Regions from separate parts of the Mus musculus genome. Here regions 2 and 3 are each linked to region 1. Evidence: chromatin contacts called from public HiChIP or PLAC-seq and promoter capture Hi-C data. All regions are on one chromosome and are shown on one strand. Each heading gives the region's core, a stretch centred on a gene start, on an enhancer-like site or on the middle of the called end of the contact. The rest is flanking DNA. Distances are from core to core; before and after follow the strand shown. Region 1 holds the start of Wrnip1 (Werner helicase interacting protein 1). Region 2 overlaps Mylk4 (myosin light chain kinase family, member 4). Region 3 holds the start of Serpinb1a (serine (or cysteine) peptidase inhibitor, clade B, member 1a).

Evidence for each region. Promoter capture Hi-C pulls out the DNA fragments that hold promoters and counts their contacts. HiChIP or PLAC-seq counts read pairs in DNA pulled down with a chosen protein or histone mark.
Region 2: a contact with region 1 is called in an H3K27ac HiChIP or PLAC-seq map of heart atrium, with 6 times the contacts expected there. The contact joins the enhancer-like site here to the promoter of Wrnip1 in region 1. A contact is called at or near these places in 5 of 39 promoter capture datasets (3T3-L1-derived adipocytes, embryonic stem cells, liver and 1 more), 4 of 15 datasets of contacts at CTCF or cohesin (the G1E-ER4 cell line, hippocampal excitatory neurons, liver and 1 more), 46 of 484 Hi-C or Micro-C datasets (the AML12 cell line, the AtT-20 cell line, B cells and 30 more), 8 of 115 datasets of contacts at active chromatin or transcription factors (astrocytes, cardiomyocytes, embryonic limb bud and 4 more) and 3 of 9 other capture datasets (adipose tissue, liver and pancreatic islet).
Region 3: a promoter capture Hi-C map of hematopoietic stem and progenitor cells shows a contact between it and region 1, with 4 times the contacts expected there. The contact joins the promoter of Serpinb1a here to the promoter of Wrnip1 in region 1. A contact is called at or near these places in 20 of 39 promoter capture datasets (the 3T3-L1 cell line, 3T3-L1-derived adipocytes, the C10 cell line and 13 more), 10 of 484 Hi-C or Micro-C datasets (LSK cells, bone marrow, centroblasts and 7 more), 6 of 115 datasets of contacts at active chromatin or transcription factors (the HPC-7 cell line, astrocytes, effector CD8 T cells and 3 more) and 3 of 9 other capture datasets (adipose tissue, liver and pancreatic islet).

Annotation. Positions count from the first base shown.
Region 1 is chr13:32,800,361-32,803,430 of GRCm38.p6, forward strand. It overlaps Wrnip1 (Werner helicase interacting protein 1), which reads left to right and starts at 1,670. Exons shown (of 7, transcript NM_030215.3): 1 at 1,670-2,684. The coding sequence starts at 1,878. It also overlaps a transcript of Mylk4 not described here.
Region 2 is chr13:32,762,568-32,765,877 of GRCm38.p6, forward strand. All of the region lies in intron 2 of Mylk4 (myosin light chain kinase family, member 4), which reads right to left. Among named protein-coding and RNA genes, the nearest start is that of Mylk4, 20 kb to the right of the region's middle. Within about 2 kb of position 1,959, at least 13 of the 459 cell types and tissues checked have an H3K27ac peak or open chromatin away from gene starts, as enhancers often do. A contact at or near this core is called in heart atrium and hepatocytes, where this site is marked.
Region 3 is chr13:32,849,584-32,852,438 of GRCm38.p6, forward strand. It overlaps Serpinb1a (serine (or cysteine) peptidase inhibitor, clade B, member 1a), which reads right to left and starts at 1,602. Exons shown (of 7, transcript NM_025429.2): 1 at 1,559-1,602; 2 at 656-831. The coding sequence starts at 823.

The DNA of each region.
Region 1 (3,070 bases), core at 420-2,919:
AATGTTTGCCATGAGGTTGATATGAAAGAGCAGTCATGAGGACACACATGGACCAGAGTGAGCCAGGGGAAGACCAGATTGGCATGTTAACAGGGCATTTGTCTGGGTATTATCAGCCTTAGAGGGTTAGAATAGCCCAGAATGGTCCAGCTTAGGCTTGCTTCTTGTTATTAAACTTAATAGTTCTTTGTGTCAGCTATTTGGGAGCCAGAACGGGAACAGATGAGTTCTACACTTAGGTATGTAACAGAATTTGTAACTCACGTCACATTAGCTATTGCCAGTTTACTTCATAGCATAAGATAACTAAACCTTCAGTGGGAAAACAGTAAATAAAAAGTTTCTACTGTAACTTGCTGTATACTGTTGGGTGGTAAAGTAAATACACACTCAAATTTTGACAAGATTCATAAGTCTTTGCTTTCCCTTAACACATTTAATTTCTGATTATCAGCAATAATCAATTATAATAAAATTTTGATGTTTTTGGTAGCCCCCAGGTACAGGTTGAGAATTCCAGCCTTAGCAACTTAACAAGTCACACTCCTCTCAATCTACCTATATGTATTTAAATATTTTAAAAGATGTATTACATTTATATTTACATGTTTTGCCTGCATGTATGACTGTGCATTACCTAGGTGTAGTGCCCCCAGAGGCCAGAATAAGGAGCCAGATCCTCTGACCTGGTGCTGCAAACTGAAAGAGGAACCTACAATAGCAGCAAGTGCTCTTAACTACTGAGCCACCTCTCCAGCTCCTTTTGCATCTTTCCAAGGAGTAACTTACAGAAAAGCATAATAAAATCATAAGCAGTAATACATGGATGTAGACTACCACACTAACTTTTTAAATTTGCTTTTCAAAAGTAAAAATACAATTTTGTATTATGTAGCCCTGGCTGACTTGGAACTCAAAATGTAGACCACGCTGGCCTCAAACTCTGAGATCCACCTGTCAGTGCCTCCTGAGTACTAGTATTAAAGGTACACAGCACTACACCCAGAGAATATACATTTATAAATGCCTATTGTACTCATTTCCTGCTCCTGTCTGCTGGAAATACCTTTAAGGACTGCCTGCCATCATTTTGTTATTGGGATACAACGGTGATTTTCAGTTTACGACTATTATATCAGCTAGAGATAACTATTAAGCAAGTACTTTGGGCGACAGGTCCTAAAGTAAAATTAAGGGGCACAGGGGAGGGAATCCCTTTTATTGCATTTCCTTGAGCAGCCTTCGGAATTGAACTTTGTCTACCTGTGTAGCTCTTGTGTGTTTATGTCGAAGCCCTTTCTCCAGCTTCCTAGGCACTTCTGGGGTATTTCCACTTCGTTTTAGTTTTATTACAAATATTCTCCCTGATGACAGCATTTCTAGTTCCGCACCCAGAAGGCCAAAATCCTGGAAAGCCAGGTTCCCAAGTTCCCTCCGCTTGGGTTTTACTCGAAGGCGGTTGTTTCCGGTACTGAGCAGGCATGCGCACGCGCACCACGCCTATCCAAGCAGCGCCACAGAAAGGCTCTTCCCAGGGACCGAAGAAGACGAGAGGGCCTGTTGTGACGGAGAACTACATTTCCCAAAGTTCAATGCGAGAAATTGCCGGCGGCGATTGGGGGCATCGGGTTGCGGAGTCTTCTGCCCGCTTTGGACTACACTTCCCGACACGACTCGCGAGGCGTTGCCAGCTGCGGGCCGAGGGCGAGTTGACGCGGGAGCTCAGGACGTGAGGCATGAGCGGCGCCCTCCCTCGGCCCGTGCGTGTCCTGCTCCCTACCCGCGCGAGGGTCGCGCGGCACCGGGCCTAGCGGCGGGCATCGGCGTTCTCAGGGGCAGGTGCAGCCGCACGGGCGCCAGGGAGGGCAGCTGCCACCATGGAGGTGAGCGGGCCGGAAGACGACCCCTTCCTGTCGCAGTTGCACCAGGTGCAGTGCCCAGTGTGCCAGCAGATGATGCCCGCCGCGCACATCAATTCGCACCTGGACCGCTGCCTGCTGCTGCACCCTGCGGGGCACGCGGAGCCAGCGGCCGGCTCTCACCGCGCTGGGGAGCGGGCCAAGGGGCCCTCGCCACCCGGCGCCAAGAGGCGTCGACTGTCGGAGAGCTCGGCGCTGAAGCAGCCCGCCACCCCGACGGCGGCCGAAAGCAGCGAAGGCGAGGGCGAGGAGGGCGATGACGGCGGCGAGACCGAGAGCCGTGAGAGCTACGACGCACCGCCCACGCCCAGCGGTGCGCGCCTTATCCCGGACTTCCCGGTGGCCCGCTCCAGCAGCCCCGCCAGAAAGGGTATGGGGAAGAGACCAGCGGCTGCAGCCGCCGCAGGCAGCGCATCCCCGCGCAGCTGGGATGAGGCGGAGGCGCAGGAGGAGGAGGAGGCGGGGGTGGACGGCGATGGCGACGCGGACGTGGACGGTGAGGACGATCCCGGGCACTGGGATGCGGACGCCGCCGACGCCTCGTTCGGAGTCAGCGCGGGCCGCGCGCATCCCCGGGCGCTGGCGGCGGAGGAGATCCGACAGATGCTGGAGGGCAAGCCGCTGGCTGACAAGATGCGTCCAGACACGCTGCAGGACTACATCGGGCAGAGTAGGGCCGTAGGGCAGGAGACTCTGCTCCGCTCGCTACTGGAGGCCAATGAGATCCCTTCGCTCATCTTGTGGGGCCCGCCAGGTTGCGGTAAGGTGAGTGCTGCTCTTGCTGTTTTTGCCAAGGGCCGCGGAGGTATTCTGAGCCGGGTGCGGTCCTTAGATTCCGGACCCCTCCTCTGGAGAGGGAGGCCTGGGGGCGCGGTCCTGATGCGTGAGCGGAGTTTGTAATACGCAAGCAAGCATGCCATTTCCCCAGATTCCCCAGACCCCTTGTTGGGCGTTTTTCACAAGAAAATGCCCAATTTTCTTGGTTTATGCAGAGATGTGGACAGAGATTTGAGCTATCTTTGTGGTCATATCCATGATTTTTAGTGACCCAATTCCAGGCAGGGGACATGCTGCAAACATTGGGGAAGAAACATTTTGTATGCTCCATTTGTTGTGGAAAACTAATTAAATTTTTTCTATTATACTTGACC
Region 2 (3,310 bases), core at 709-3,208, 38 kb before region 1:
CAGACGTGGAGGATTACAGGACACACCTACTCAGAGGGTTTCCGATCCAAAACCCAATCTCAAATGTACTCAATCTTGTTTTCCTTCTGATTTATGTAATCCGTCATTTCAACTGCAACAAAATAACTTTCTAGAGTAACATTAACAACAACATTAGGAGTTATTTTATCTATTTTCTAGGTGCCAACTTTATACAGGACTCCGGGCTAACCATTCTGTGCCCAGATTCTGTTTATCTTCCACAGAAGTCTATTTAGCTTGTATTGTGGTATCTACAAGGAAAGCTGGAGAAGTGTATGTAGGTTCCACCACTAGTCATGGTAGGCATGCACAGGCAACTCTTATTTTGGCCTCCTCTGCAGATTGTTGTGGAGAGCTGGGTGCAGAGGAAGCATTTTAAGAAGCCTTTGAACCAGCTTGAGCAGAGCACAGCAAGTCTTTTTGTTTCAGCTTACAGGAGCTGCAAGCTGGGCCCCACATACAGACATGGGGTCTGCCTTAGAAGACCCTGATCTTCACAGAATCCATCAGTCTACTCTGAAACGACGCTATGCTATGTGTGCTAAGTGAGACTTGAGGCCTGCAAAGCTGATGGGCCCAGGAAAGTATTGGATCAACATCTTAGGAGACTGCAGTCTTCTACTAATGCGAAAACTGAAAATCTAGAATGCCTTGCAAGAAAGGCCAAAGGGACTGGGCTGGTGCCTCAGATCTCCTGGGAGTGACCCATGTTGCATAAAGTTTGGGCTGCCCTCCATCCGTGCTTGGCTCTTCCTGCCAGACATGAAGCCTTCCACAACCTCTGTCCCTGTCTGCCCTCTCAATCTATTTTCAGATGTGACTTAAGCTAATGCTGTGGAGTTTGATTTTGGTCAGTTCTCAAGTAGATGTCAGAAAGACACGCTGCTTTATAATTACTCAGGACAATGGCTTCTATCTGCTTCCACATAGAGCAAAGGGATTCTCTAGTCTTCATTCAAGCCTACTGTAACCTATATTCTTCTTTAGAATTATTTTTAACCTATTGGTCTGCACATATCACTTTTCTACTTCAGCTATCTGTTTGATATATCCTTTATATCAAGCCTTAAAAGAAGCAAGCCTTGTATTTAAAAAAGAAAAAAATAGCTTTTCCACTCAGTGGGTAAGGAGATAACTAAAGTTTTAATCCCATGTACATCTTTTTGTCCAGCGTTGATGTAAGTCACACAAAGGTAGCAGACACGGGCTGCAATGTGCTGAAGTACAAGTGGGGTCCTGAATCCATGCCCAGCACCAAATCAGAAAAAGGAGATGTTACACTGGCAATGAAAAGCTGTGCACAACAACTACAGTCCCCACAAGTTTCCTGTGTCACAGTCCCCATAAACCATAAGCACAGAAAACAAGCAAGCAACAGGAGGGAAAAGAAACTCAGTAATTAGTCAGGCCATAGGCTTATAGCATTTACTCCAAACAAAGCTATCTAAGAGCTGTGCTTGTCCTCTGTGTCACTCTGCAAAGATCCTAAGGAGCCACAAGGTTAACTTAACTATAAGAGGTAAGATTAATGGGTAATATTTTTACAGCCTAGAAAAATCCCCAGAGGTAACATGACATCTTTTTAGACCCAAGCAAAAAGGGAAAGAGAGAGAGAGATCTGGATGGTGATCCAGTGGCTGATCAGGCAAAGTGCTAACCATGCTTCTCATTGGAACCTTGGCGTTATTAAAGACATGGTCTCCTCACTATAGCACTTTCTGCTAAAGATGTCTGGTAGGGTCTAGAAGTCTTTATCTTTATCCCAAAGGATGCTTATTTCCAGTGGCTCTCATCCCATAACAAATAATCAGAGTATCTCAAAATACACTGAAGTCAACGTTGCTTATCTAACACAAGTCGCAGGGCTCAGATGGTGTTGTAAGCTCCGGACACTACTGACCTTTCCATGTGACCCTGGGAACTGTGAACCCAACATTAGCACGGACAGAGTGCAGGAAGATCCCGTGGCTCCCTGCCATGGGCACTTACGTTTGCAGGCCCTACCAGTGAGCACCTGGCAGGAGGAACTTGGTGACAACAGAGAATCTCACAGCCTGTTCCTCTACTCAGCATACAAGTGGCTTTCAGTTAAACCACCTGCTGCCTTGCTGACAAGGGCAGACCAAAGAATTTCCATGATGCGCATTCTGTTGGTGTCCTGTCACACAGCGGCCTCCTTTCAAATGGGTAAAGAACTCGATGTCCAGACCACCTCCCTGGGGATGAATGTGACCCTTCCAGGGAAGGCAGGGTGTGCTGCCATTCACATGTCCCCTCACCCCAGCTTATCTGACTGGCTGAGAGACAAATTCTGTGTTTTGTCTGCCTGGGAAATCTAATGGAAACAACTATTAATAGACATATTTATTTTATCAAGGAAAATATGCTCTTAAAATGTTCAAGAAAGGATATTGCCTAGTTCTCAAGGACTAGCCTGAGAGAGCCTTGAGAACACACACACTTATAAACATATTATATATATATATATATATATGCTTGCATCTATTACAAAACTAATCATATATGCACAACTGTACTAGTATCACATTTCAGCAACATTCATGGTAAAAATAACTACTCCTTAATTTTTCAATTGCAGGAAGTAATTAATATTCTGGTGCTTTTCAACCATTAGCATTCACGCAGGTAACCACACATGCTGTTATATAGAGTGTATATCTGGAACAAGTCCCTTGGTCACACCCATGCTGCTTGGCAGGCCTGGGCTGCTGTTTGGGGGAAAAGATTCCACTTTATGGTGAATGGCCATTTCTGTATCACCATAAAATAATAACTGACAAAGTAGAACCTATAAAGCAAGCTATTCAAATTGGTGTTTTCTTTCTAGGTTGAGTCTCAAAGGGACACCAGAACCTAGGCAATGCCTTATTGGTGTTGTTAAAAACAATTTTCAGTGTTCTAGTGCCACTGGAGAGTAGAAGTTCACAATTTTTGACGAAGAAGGATCAAATTGCCTTCTTTTTCCTGAGAGGACAGATAGCATCTGGTACAATGAATGCCTTTCTTTATGCTGATACTGAATGAAGACACTCAGGGTGTGTCAGACCACCCTGACCTTGCAAAACTGATCCTATCTGCAGAGAAAGGATTAAAATTCACTCCAGTGTATTCTCTTTGAAAATCTTGTAAAAAAAAAAAATAGGTAAACCCGAGTTATCCAAATATCCTGACTAGCCATACTCATGAGTTTATCTAAATATTTGAATAAGTATATTAATTCTAAAACTTAAGAAATTATACCTAACAGCTAAAGATAAACAGTACACCA
Region 3 (2,855 bases), core at 352-2,851, 49 kb after region 1:
CCTCTCAGAATTAAGGAACACCAAGAGCAGAAGTGCCCTTCATACCCATTAAGGAAGACTAGGCAGCTGTGGGGAGAGATGCAAAGGTGACCTGCTGTCTCCCAGGGGTGGACTGAGAGGAGGTAGGACCTGTCCAACAGGCCACAGGGACTTTACAATCCCTCCTCCTGCAGAGCCACAGCCAGTGAAATCAGGCTGGAGAGAGGCACAGGGCTAACCCTGGGAACATAGACAGGTGGCTGTCTTTACCTTTTGTCCCCATAAAAAAACCACCACCACCAAGCTCTCTTCCTGTAGCATGTTCTTATATTTGTCATGCCTGAAGGTGACCCTATTACTGGCATGATTTATGAGTAGTGGTTATCAGTGCAAAAGGAAAACAGGAAACAGCTAGCTCTGGGGAGGTGCAGGGCTAGCTTACCTGAAAGCCTGTGATTCACTCTTGTGAATGGGAGAACCAAACCCACAGGTAGTGTCATTGTCTTTCTTCACTTTGTGTCCCCAACTGAACAGAGACTCTGCCCTAATCTCACTTAAAGTTGGTAGTGAATGAAGAACTGACTGTTTTGGGGGTGTGGCTCTCTGAAAGTCTGACTGTACCATCTAACAAGCATGGAGATGGCAGGGAGAGCTGGCCAGTTTGGCTTTTGCTAACCTTAGAAAGCTGAGCTGCAGTGCTGCCTTTGGCCCCCAGAATGACCATGGCCAAGGCAGAAGAAATGCTGAAGGGAGAGAAGAAGATGTTTCCTGTGGGGCTGCTTTCATTCAGGGTTTGGAACAGCTCCAAGGCGAAGAGGGTGTTGGCTGAACTCAGCTGCTCCATGGTGAAGTCTGCAAAAGAGGGGAGATCAGCACTGCCAGCTACAACACCAGCAACACTACCTACCTCAGCTCTGACATCCACCCCTAGGACCCTACAGTTTGGAATTCCTACCTCATCCTGTTTTTCCTAAGAGGGCAAGCATACTACTTCAGTTCTCCATGCCTGAGATCAAGGCTGAAGTCTCAGCTGGAGTGAAATATGCGAATTTGAGAATGCCACTCAAATAAGTAAGATGTGGGTGACAGGGAAGAGGAACACTCCTCTGTGTCCCTTTTGCAAACAAGCTGATTCCTGCAGTGGGTAAGCAAGCCCTGCTTGAGGCTCATCTGCTAATCCAGCTGGGTCCCAAACTCAGAGCTCCAGTTTGTCCAAGTACAGGCTAATCACAAATGTGTGTCCCTGGCTGTTTAGCTACCCGGGCCACATGGAGTTCTCATTGTTGAGGATCTAGGATCTCACCAGCTTCCTTCCCTCCCAGCCTCCCTGCAGCCAGGATTGACCGTATGAAGCTCAGGGCACTGTCTCCCAGATCAAGGTTCAAAAAGAAAGCCGAGGGAAAGAAAAACTAGGATCACCTTCCTCCCTCGGGCCCGCGGCCTGGAGTAGGGTGCAGTTGGGGATCCACAGAGCATTTTCTGGTTACATCTTGGGTGAGGGTGAGGTACCAGGAACGTGCTGGTTCCTGGAAGAGGTGCCAGCTTCCTCCCTCCTTGCTATGACCCCTGAGAATCTTACCTCTTGCTTAGCAGGTCTGGCTCCACTTACAGCTAGGATGAAGTGCTCAGAGCCAGCTGTTGCCTTTATAGCATGCAGAAGGGGCGTGTCTTCCTGGCAAGCCCAAGCTGGGTGGAGGCGCCTTTTCTTGGCTGAGTGTTTAAAACCCGACCTTGGAGGGCTGTCAAAATAAAAGCAGAAGATTGTGGCCACTCTCAAGGGGACTTTACTTTCCTCAGTTGCAGGCCTTTTTATTATTATTATTATTATTATTATTATTATTATTATTATTATTATTTCTTTAAGCAGAGATCTGGTAAGTTATTTCTTCCTCAGCTGCAAATGGCCAAGAGAATAAATAAATGTCCTTTCTTCCAGGTCAAAAGATACCTTCTTGAATTCCACTGAAACGCTGTAAAATCAAAAGGAATCCTTTCTGTGCGGTATGTAGGTAGGGATGGAGAAATATCTTTGGGGTCCTTTGGATAAGGTCCCAGATTGCCAGTTACAAGCAATAGGTGATCCTTGTCTTCTCTGCCTTTCAGGTGCCAAGGCTAGCTCAGGGACCACACCAGGCTGGAGAAGCCCTCAACCCACAATTCCCCACTATTAGACTAAAAGTTTGGACAAATCCCCTCACTATGCAACTTAAATTAGAATTGACTAGCCCAGGCCATTGTTAACTTGATGGGCTCAGCTTTATTCTCCTTGAAGTGTTTGGAACTGTAAATTCACAGAACTTTTAGTGCTTCTTGTCTTTCTTCAGAGGACAAAGGAAGAATCCTACTGTAGGTGAGGGTCACAACACATGGATTAGTGTTTGTTAGACTCGGGAACTAAAAGAGGAGAAAGGAAGATGGGGAGGTGGGTCAGCACGTCTCTTGAGCACTCCCGTGTTGGATATAATGCCTATTGTGAGGTATCAGAAGATAGAAACTTCGTGTGTGGTGTTTGGGAGGTGAGGACTTTGAGAAGTGATTAAGATTACACAGGGTTCTCAGGGTGGGGACGCCTGACTGAATTCCAGAATATCATCTTCATGACCACTAGGTGGCGAGCACGCCCCAGCTCTTAAGGACTATGACTCCAAGCTTTAATAAGAGAAGGAGAGATGAGAAGATCAGAAGAGATAGATCTGCGCTCCTTTTTTCCCCCCTATGATACCTTGATGCCTTACACTTTCTGGGACCTTGTCTAGATGAAGGCTAGTTCAGATGCTGAGTCTTGAACATGGAGAATTCATAATTATCAAGCCACAAATGTTTTACTATAACAACATAAATGGACATAGTCCTTTTCACATACAAAATATATTCAT